Linked DNA regions of Anser cygnoides: region 2 is linked to region 1. The links are chromatin contacts, called in public Hi-C maps. All regions are on one chromosome and are shown on one strand. Each heading gives the region's core, a stretch centred on a gene start, on an enhancer-like site or on the middle of the called end of the contact. The rest is flanking DNA. Distances are from core to core; before and after follow the strand shown. Region 1 holds the start of CREBL2 (cAMP responsive element binding protein like 2). Region 2 holds the start of BCL2L14 (BCL2 like 14).

Region 1 (5,471 bases), core at 1,254-3,753:
CCATAATAAATATAAAAGATTGCAGTTAGCTAGGTAGAACTGTATTTTAAAAGTTACCAGGGTTATTTTTATTACCACGAATGTGAAAAATGCCTCTTACCTTAATACAGACACCCTGCTTCCTGATTTATATAATAAACATAACAAATTATACAGTCTTGTAAACTAATCAACTAGTATCACCTATCAATGCTGAAATTACAGTAACAGAATTTCTCCTTTTTCTTATGTCTAAATACTTTGGAGGCACATAAGTGCTATTTTAACTGTGATTAATTGACAAAGAACAGCTACATCACTAAACTCTATTCCTTGGACAACCAATAATAGCTCAAACCACAGCAAGGATAAATGAGATCAGTATCTGAGCAAGTCCTAGCCTCACAGAAGCTCAACAGAAAAGCAGGTCATAGTTGGGGTTATTTTTTATTGTTTGAATAATTTAAAAACATCCTTTTAAACTTGAGCGTGAAAGAACTTTTCTACATCTGACCCTTAGATCTTCTGTCTCTCCCTTTAGTTTTTACTACTTCCTTCTCGTTTTGAGAAAATATGCTAAGAGGAACCATGCCTCTTACGCTCTCTTCATCCAGGTACGACTAAATTATAGTGCACTTTGAATTAGGGAAAACGTTACAGCCTACAATTCCAAATTCTTTATGTTAATTCTTTATGTTATGTTTTCTTTATGAAAACTCTGAACTTCAGTGGATGTAACTATAGAATAGTTACCTCACTAATGATGTAATTCAATGACCTCATTTTTATAGGGAAATTCCTTTCACAGTCACACTCGTTCAATTCCACGATAAGACTCTCAGATCACACAGTCCAGCCCTTCAAATAACAAGGAAAATGTGACTCAGTGGAACTTTTAGAAGGCTTCAAGGACGTGCTGGCTTGAGCTGGAAGATGTAGCTGGCTATAAAATGAAGCATAAACAGTGCTTGCCTCATTCTGACACAGCAACAAAAATGGGAAGCGCCCTCCTCCCAACAGGAATGGGATCTCTTCAACAGAGACACCAAACTCTAAGGGCAACCTGCAGCCCCATGAATTTGTTCTGAAAGGAATTGCAGCCCTACAAAATATCAATAGTGAAACTTTTCAAAGCAGCCAGCTCTTACTGACTAGTATCAGCTATTTTCTGTAGAAGATATGGGGATCTGATATCATCTAAGACTATTACCTAACGTAAAACTTGCTGAGGGAACAAAGATCTTCAGTTTTCCTTACTAACCACCACACTCAGTAGTTCTGGGCAGCACCCTTTTCAAAGCCATAGCCCTTGACAGTATCTCAGTGTAAGTATAATATGAAAACATTACATTATGAAATTTGTACTTGAGACATGAGATAGGAAGAGGAAATATTCCACTTGGCCTACTCTTTCCTTCACTTGACATCAGTTTTTCTAAGCAAAAAAGAGCAAAGACCTGTCTCATTAGTGCAAAACATAACAATAGTATAAAAATTATTTTTAATGAAAAAAATGCAAGTTATCTGTTATAAATAAACTAATTCTGTCACAAGAGAAATGAAGTAGCTACATATGCCTCAAGAATTAAGTCTTCCATATCTTCTAAACTCCTGCCCTGATCACACGTACTGTTTCATCCAGTTTGTCCTCACAACTGTGAGCATTTCGTTGGCTTCAGTGATGCAGATTCTCCCACCCATCTTTGCAGCTTTCAGACAAGGCCTCAATAAAACCAAGGAGTATAAATGTCAATTTGTCAAATTAGCATAAACCATTCACATACTCCTGATCCATTTGGTGGATCATATACACTGGTCAATTACTGATCACTTTCAAACGTTTTAGATTTATTCCTTAAGAAATTACACCAAGCATTTTCTCTTCATAGAATCATTAAGGTTGGAAAAGACCTCCAAGATCATCTGGTCCAACCATCCCCCTACCACCAACATCACCCACTGAACCATGTCCCTAAGCACCAGGTCCAACCTTTCCTTGAACACCCCCAGGGACGGTGACCCCACCGCCTCCCTGGGCAACCCGTTCCAATGCCTGACTGCTCTTTCTGAGAAGAAATGTCTCCTCGTTTCCAACATGAACCTCCCCTGGTGCAACTTGAGGCCATTCCCTCTAGTCCTATCACTAGTTATGTGCGAGAAGAGGCCGACCCCCAGCTCCCCACACCTTCCTGTGTAGGTAGCTGTAGAGAGCAATAAGGTCTCCCCTGAGCCTCCTCTTCTCCAGACCGAACAACCCCAGCCGCTCCTCATATAACCGTGCCATTTGTGCCCTAAACCTTGCTCAGCAAGCGACGAGAGCCAAGGGGACGGCTCCTCGCCGTTCCCCGCCCCGCCCGTGCAGGCCCGTACCTTACTGTCGTCCATGGGTGCCCCCGGCCCCCTCGAAGGGACCCCGTCGCTCAGCGCTCCCCAGCACAGCCCCCAGGCGCCATGGCCCTCCGCGCTGTTTGTTTACAGCCGCCCGCCGCGCGGTGCGCGCTGGGAGCGGTAGTCTTCTCCGGCGCCGCCGTGCGCGGCCACTGCGGAGGTGAGGGGCCAGACGAACTACGACTCCCAGCAGGCCCCGCAAGGAGGAGTCAGGCGGCGGAACGGCCGGCTCGGGGGGAGAACTACATTTCCCAGGAGTCCCCGCGCGCCTCCGCCTCCGGCGTCCAGCCTCCGGGCCCGGGCTTTCTCCTCGCGGGTGACGGCCGGTTGCGGCTTCGCGTCCCGCCGTCCTCTTCAAGGCGCACGAAGGCCTGTTTCTGCCGCCTCGCCTGGCTCATCGATCAGTCAGCCATCTTAGGCCAACGGGCTGAGCTGCGGCGTGTGGCAAACGCCACCCCCAGCAGCCAGGGCCACAGGCAGCTGAGGGGAGCGTGTCCCAGCAGGCTGCTGGAGCAGTCCTGGCTGCCTGAAGTACCAGTAACACTACACACAACGCACGCAACCAGCTGAAATAAAGGAGAGGCGTTGGGCAGTGCCCTGGGAATGCCAGCAGGGTGTTCTCCCGTGGGGTGATGAGATAGGCGGCTGTGCACAGATCCCTGTACCATCCCCTTCCAGCTCAGAGGAGCGGACGGACACCTGAGGCGCAGAGTGCCTGAGGAGGAGGACACTGCATGCAGGGTGCTGGGCACAGCAGCCTCCCATGGCTTTCCCTGTGTTCTGCTCAACCTTCTGGCCCAGTCAGTGCCCCAATTTCCCTCGTGCCACTCCCTGGCCTCCAGTATGCGGGCTGCAGGTCCTGGCTCTACATGCTGCCTTTCTCCAGCCCTCACGCTTTCTGAGCCCTCACGCTGTCTTTCTCCAGCTCTGAGCCCTGATCATCGCAACTCCAATCTTTCCCACTACTGATACGGCCACCGCTGGTGCCTCCTTCTCCTCCAACCCCAAGCTAGGGTGCCTGACTGCAGCCCGACCACAGGGCAGCCTCTAGTGATTTTTGAAGGAACTAGTAAGACTCCAGCTCAGCAGCCAGATAATGCCTTCCACATTAATGATAAAATCCATTTTCCATCCCACCTAGAAACACCTTAGTAGAGCCATGTTTCTCCTAGGTGTTCACGATAGATCACAAATAGCACTTGAGGTACATAACAGAGATACAAAACTGCAACTTTTAAGCTTACTGGTTGCATAGCAGTCTCCAGATTTAGGCAGTGTGAAACAACAATAGGGCAGAAAAAGATGAAGCATTTGTTGTCAGCTGACCATGGGCCACAGTTTATTCCTAGCACTTGCTTCCTTTCCTGCTATTCCATGCCACTGCAAGCATGCATAGCATGCAATAGCAAGCATAGACTGTTACAGGGAAATAAAATCAGCCAGCTAGTTATTTGGAAAGCACAGTGGGGTAGAATGAAACAACAGGTTGGCATGACTACCTGGATGATGGGATGCGAAGGAGAAGGTTTGGAACTGGGATTTTTTTCTTCAAACTTGGCTAATCAGATACTAGTTGTCTGGTATTGTTTGTCATGCTCTGCCCTTCAAGAACTTAAAAGTAGAATTGAGTCTTCCTGGTCACTTGGAAACTGCATAGTATACTGGGACTGCGATCCTGAGCCACACCAAATCTGAAGTAGTACCAGCAATCCTTTGAGAATACCAGGATTCCTCTCCTTTCACGTCAACACATACCAGAAAAGGTTAATGTTGAATGCTTTTGATGCAAAGCCAAGCCATGCCCTTCCCCACCCCCCCAACATCTCTTGAAATTAGGCCCCTGTTTACTCAAAAGATGCATGTACCCCAGCGAACAATTCTGTAAACATGGTCTGTGTTTCAAGTTTGTGGTGAAACCTGAAGCTAGGCATGTTTCATGTTGCTACATGTTTCTTTTTATTCATGAGTTTTTCATGCAACTCTATTCACAAGAGTTTCCCATGACTTAATCTCTTTTACATGCAATTGTTAGGGCTAAGGCTTTGTCATGGGATTTTCCCCCTGAATCACAAACCTTCCTCTTGGAGGGATATGCTCTCTGCATGGCAGAGACAAAGCACTTTTATAAGCTTTTTTCTATAAGCTCATATGCTTTTCAGTTGTCAAAGACGAGGCAGATTGCACTGTGCTTCCCTTTACCTTGTCCAAAAATGATATACCAGTTTTTAAAACTTTGCCTGTGAAATAAAAATAAAAAATAAAAAATTAAAATAAATTAAAATAAAATTAAAATAAAACAGGGAGGATCGGTGTGTTAAACAGGAGGCACCAACTAATAAAGTGGAAAGAATAGTTTGCAATGAGCTTGCCTAGGTTGTCTCCTGTGACCCCCTCCCCCATCTTTGCCTTCAAATTCTTGAAGAAGGTGGTGAGGTGCCTTCACCTTTGGCACTGTCCTGGGGCCATAAAGCTGGCTTTAAAAGCCAGTTGGGGGTTTCCCTGGTGAAGAGAAATATTGAGTGGCAAAGAGCCAACATAGCTCACTTAGGCAACCCTCTGTTGCAACATGAGTGGAGGAAGGAGATTAGACAGAGCCCTGATGCTGATTCAGAAAGGCCAGAATCCTTTTAACCAGAAAATTAAAGTTACAGCTGCATCTTCTCTCTCCACTAGATTGCTCCATACTACCCATTCTATTTTTTATCACATAAGAAACAGCGCTCTCAACTTCTGACCAAGTTAAGCGTGAGCTTAGCGGCTGAACAGTTAAGAGTTTCCATATTTTATCACTGAACAACTAAAAGTATGTATTTCTGTCTGCTTTTCCGCTGTGGGTTATACTGTCATCCTATCTGAATATGAACATGTGAATTGAATGGGAGTCTGTCAGGACAGTTGTGAAGGTAATTGAATACTATATATATGCACATATATAGCACATGAGCTGATGATGTTTTAAACTCATTTTAACAGATGAAGAAAGTACTGTACACAGCAAATAGTGAACTCTTCAAATTTACTGCCGTAGAACACTGCAAGACAGAGAGTACAGCAGGTTCAAACAAAGGATTAGACAGATTTATGATCAGTTTCATGATGAGGCA
Region 2 (5,021 bases), core at 1,351-3,850, 360 kb after region 1:
TTTCCAACCTGAACCTCCCCTGGTGCAACTTGAGGCCATTCCCTCTATTCCTATCACTAGTTACCTGTGAGAAGAAGCTGACCCCCAGCACCCCACACCTTCCTTTCTGGTAACTGTAGAGAGCAATAAGGTCTCCCCTGAGCCTTCTCTTCTCCAGACTAAACAACCCCAGTTCCCTCAGCTTCTCCTCACAGGACTTGTGTTCCAGGCCCTTCACCAGCTTCGTAGCTCTTCTCTGGACATGCTCCAGGGCCTCTTGTAGTGAGAGGCCCAAAACTGAATACAGTGGATAACTGTACAAGTCCTCTTGGCATGTGACCACCCATGGTCAAACCTGGGGCTGCCCAACTCATATTTCCCAAGCCCCTGCTCTCCTTCTGACCCTTCTACTGTGTCCTGTCCTTCCCTCTCAGATGCCCACAAAGCATGGCATCTGCAGGCAAGCTCTCCCATTGTTTCTTTTGTGGGAAGGTTCCTCTCACTGCATCATGGAGATTTTCCTCCAAAAGGCTAAGGGACCTCACACAAGCCAAGGTCAAACAATGTCAGTGCTGAACCTGATATTTGACTCAGTTCTCTGTCATGTGTCCTTTCACCAGCACCAGTAAACCTCAGAGAAGCACAGGCAGCTGAAGGTGATTCTGCAGGAAGAGGAGGCAGCACCTGCTCTGAAAGGCTAAACAGATGAAGCAGAATGGAGAAGTGAAAGAGTCCCCCCCGATCCCCCCAAATTATTGTTAGTCTAAGCTGTTCACATCTGATCTGCTGCTTCTCTCCCAGCCAGCAAAGACAGAAGTGCAGTTGCTGCCTGGGACACTGGTTATGAATAAACCATGTTATATCTGAGGCAATGCTGGAGAAAGACTTTGCCATTAAAAACCACCACCATTTACCTCAGTGACTCATCCCAGGTGTGGGTCCTTCCCTTCAGCTCTGCTCTCACATATAGAGGGGCAGACTGGGGAACTTGGCACTGGAGGCTTCCATGCAAGGGGAAGCAACGGCCAAGACTCCTCTAACAGCAGTTCAGGCTAGATCCTTTCTCTGTGTGGATGACCTGAAATTACAGGCAGTTCTTGCAGAGAAAAGCAGAACTATCGTGGGTCTCCGCAGTTCACTCGTATGTGAGCAGCACACTCCACTGAAACAGTATGTCATGTGTATTGACTCACTAATTCTCACAAAACCCTTATCAGATTGGTATTGTCTGTCCAGGAGAGGCTGTGCTGTTTTAAACTGTACAAAGGCTGTGGAAAGTTGGTTTTACACGAGACCGCAGGAAAGGATCTCTCCTCATGGTACTGCAACACAGTCACATCTAGGATGGAAAGCAATGACTTGCAAGCTGCAGGATTATCTGCTCCTTATTAAATCTTAACTGAACAGGACACCACAGAATTAGTAAACATAGTGTTATACTAGCATGACACAATAAACGTCCCTAGTGACAACAGATTTTTCATGAGCACTGTTGTGCAATAGACACAATGCATGCTGTATAGAAAGGTCTATGCTGATAGATGTCTTTCAAAAGAGAAGTTATCTGCTGCTCTGTGGCTGTCCAGAGGTATTTCCCTCATTCAGGGATGAAAGGCTGCCCAGCGCTTAGCCTCTAGAAGAGAAATGATGCACTACCTAGCTACACAAATTCACTGGGATACTCCTAAATTTTAAATTCAGTTGTCCACAGCTAAATGTAGTGTGGTTGGCAAAAAAAAGAACCTTGCTGTCATTGGCTAGGTCTGTCAAACTTTCTTTTCAAAAGCACACCGGCAACAGCGGCAAGGCTTGTATGGCAGCTCCAAAAGTCCTAGGGCAGTACCTTCCCTTACTTTTTGACATCACAGCTAAACCTGAAAGAACATCATTCTGAATTAGCCATGATAAATATAGCAGTTTAATCTATATACAAATAAGAGCCTTGTGCTGGATTATGGACAATCAAGCATTACAGAAGAGAAACTAAGTTCAGAGAAGAAAAGGGTGTTTATTACCTTCCAGGTCTATTGCACCAGCAACACTGCGTGCCTGATGATCTGACTTCTTTCTCCTTTTCTTCCAGTGGTTACTCTTTTTTTTTTTGTTGTTAGAACCAGCCTTGTAAGCACAGCAGTTCCCTTTAGGGGAAATAAATAAGTAAATAAAATAAAGAATTTAACTTACTCTATTGACTATTTTAAGCCTTTCATCAAAACATACATACATAAGCTTTCCCTAAGAATGGCACTGCACTTTCATTAAAAATGTGCCAGTACACTTCCTTATGTGAACAGAGTTCAAACACGTCAGCTTACGTATAGGAGGCAGGAAGGGTGGGGCCTGCCCCCTGCACTTGTGAGTGGTGCTGAGCAGCATGCTAGGCAAGGGACAAAGTCTATAGCTGCTTTGGGCTTGTGAATGAATACTATCTTTTTTTTTTTTCCTTCAAAACCCTCTTTTTTTTTTTTTTTTTGTCATGGTACGGGTTGAACCAAATAATCATTTTGATCCAGAAGAAGGTTTTTAAAGTGTTTTGAAATCAGTTGTACCTCTTCTTCTATAAATAGCCATCTACTATTCTATGTTTTTTCATATGCTGTTGACTATTTTTTTTTCCCGGAATCACATTAAACATTAATTAGATAAGATAGTTAAGGTTATTGCAACAAGTGACGCTGTACTGACCCTCATGGACTTTGCTTCTGTAGCTATTGTAACTACTATGGTCCAACATGGTGATTTAGTTACCTGTACAAATTACTACAAATTAATCTACAAGTCCATTTTAAGAGGGATTTTCACCATGCCAGTGATATTCCATTTTCAAAATAAGCTTGTAGATGAAGCTGCAAGCTAGGAGGGATTGGATGAATGGGAAAGAGCCTCATCCCACAGCCCGAGAGGGTGAACTCTTGAATCCAGTCTCATTTCAGTAGTGCCCAGTGCCAGGGGACAAGAGGCAGTGAGCACAAACTGGAAAACAGGAGGTTTCCTCTGAACATCAGGAGCCCTTCTGTGCTGTGTGGGTGACAGAGCACTGGCACAGGTTGCCCAGAGAGGTTGTGGAGTCTCCTCCTTGGAGATCTTCAGAAGCCACCAGGACATGGCCCTGGGCAGCCTGCTCTGGGTGGCCCTGCTGGAGCAGGGGCTGGGCCAGATGGCCTCCAGAGGGCCCTTCCCACCTCAGCCATTCTTAATTCTGTGATTTACCTGTGGAGGAGAGAGTTTCAGTGGGTACAGACTGGTTCCTGATACAGAAGATGTCTCTTCATGGATGTGCCTTAGTCTCCGAGTGTTGTAAGGAACACGCCTGTCTGCTGACTTTCCTGCAAAGTGAAGAATTTGCTCATTGAAACAGCAATATAAACAGCCAAATTTTGCATTTCCGGGGCGTAGTGACTTGGAGTTCACTTTGACTTTACAGGCTTATAGAAGATTTTTGTTCATGTTCGCTGAAGCTTTCCATTTCCTTCCTTCTTTACCAGGGCCAACTGACCTCTGAGCAGTAACAGCAGATGTAAAGCCTGTGTGTTATGGATTATTAACAATCTGTCATCCTGTGCACTGAAAAAGGTCAGTTTTCATTTTCTTTTTAAACATATCGTACCCCAATGCACAATATGCTTTCTTCAATACTAAGAGAAGGGTAAAAACAGCAGTATCTGAGGCCCAGAAAAGGAATGGGCAGCCTGCTGGAAGCAAGGAAAAGAACTAAACCAAAAACCCTTTTAAGGAGCTATTTTGAATTTTATAACACCAGGTAAAGTGAGAAGACAGAAAAAAAAAATAGTGTTGACTTGGCTCCATTTTATATATTCTGTTCCTATAGAAATTGTAGCTCTGTGGTACACCATGAGAGACAGAAAAAAAAATGACCATTTCTCCACTTGGCAATTTTGTTGACCCTGCAACCAGAGCTGGATGTATATTGAAGGGTAACTTCTGAAATATACTGGCAAAGCCAGACTTTGTGGTGTTGAGGCAGCATTGCTGCCCATGGAGCCATGACCTTGTCTGAAATATAGCTACTCACCCAGCCCATTGCTCCCATCAGTATCTGCAGTTTTTCACCTCAATCCCTGAGTGTCCCTATACCCTGAACAAGTAGCCATCCTGGTCATACTTTCAAACTGTTGTGGAATCAAAATACCTGGACTCTTTTAAATCCCTGGTGGTATTTAGGAGAGAGTGGGGTAGCCCATGTTATTAAATTGGTGGTCCTGGCTGCACACAGGAAAAGCAGTAGCTCATTTTCTGCCATGGCTGGAGCTCTGGATTTCTTAAGTCTCTGTATGGAGGGACCTGACTTTGTCCATTATGGAGCAATATTAGGAAGAGAGGTGTTTCTAAGCATGTTACAGCCAGCCTGAGCAGATGTGGGTGTATGGAAAGGTTCTGTCTGACCAGGGCTCCTCTTTTCACTCTTGCAGTATCTTTTCCAAACAAACGGAACTGAAAGCAGTCACAGAGGAGGCAAGATAAATGTAAAAGGGAAACTCTCATAGATGCAATGCAAAGCCGTTTTAATGTGTTTTAATTACTTCATTGTACTTCTCTGTTTTACTGCCACTGCTTTTTCTACCAGGAAAAAATATTTTTATTTTAATAGACTTTCCTGAAAGAGGAGAGAAGTGCAAACATTGTGAATAATGGCAGTATAATTCCCTGTTTTACAGGCAGTTCACATTTCGTTTTTCTTTCAGTTCTCAGTCCCTTCATGTTATTTCTTAATTTATGACTCAAACTAGGTTCTCTGTCTTGCTTGTATTATGGATCTTGTATTATTATTATTATTATTATTATTATTATTATTATTTGGATTCTTACCTTTTATGTTGCCTTCTATCTTGTGTCTTCTGCCCCCTTTTTAAATGTTTCATTTACCTTTGGATACCCAGCCAAGCACTTTACGTTGACTTATGCAGTTCTCTAAAGGGGATAATCTGCTTTAATTTCTTTTCATTTGTTTGTTTGTTTTTCTTGTCACACCTTAGGAATTTAAGTTGGTTATAAGCTACTTTCAGTTTTGTTTCAGCTTACTT

Evidence for each region. A called contact is a pair of places that touch in the nucleus more often than the background predicts.
Region 2: a Hi-C map of liver shows a contact between it and region 1, with 6 times the contacts expected there. The contact joins the promoter of BCL2L14 here to the promoter of CREBL2 in region 1. A contact is called at or near these places in 2 of 7 Hi-C or Micro-C datasets (both in liver).

Annotation. Positions count from the first base shown.
Region 1 is chr1:72,062,270-72,067,740 of Taihu_goose_T2T_genome, forward strand. It overlaps CREBL2 (cAMP responsive element binding protein like 2), which reads right to left and starts at 2,504. Exons shown (of 4, transcript XM_048048318.2): 1 at 2,350-2,504. The coding sequence starts at 2,364.
Region 2 is chr1:72,422,443-72,427,463 of Taihu_goose_T2T_genome, forward strand. BCL2L14 (BCL2 like 14) reads right to left here and starts at 2,601. Exons shown (of 7, transcript XM_048053654.2): 1 at 1,995-2,601.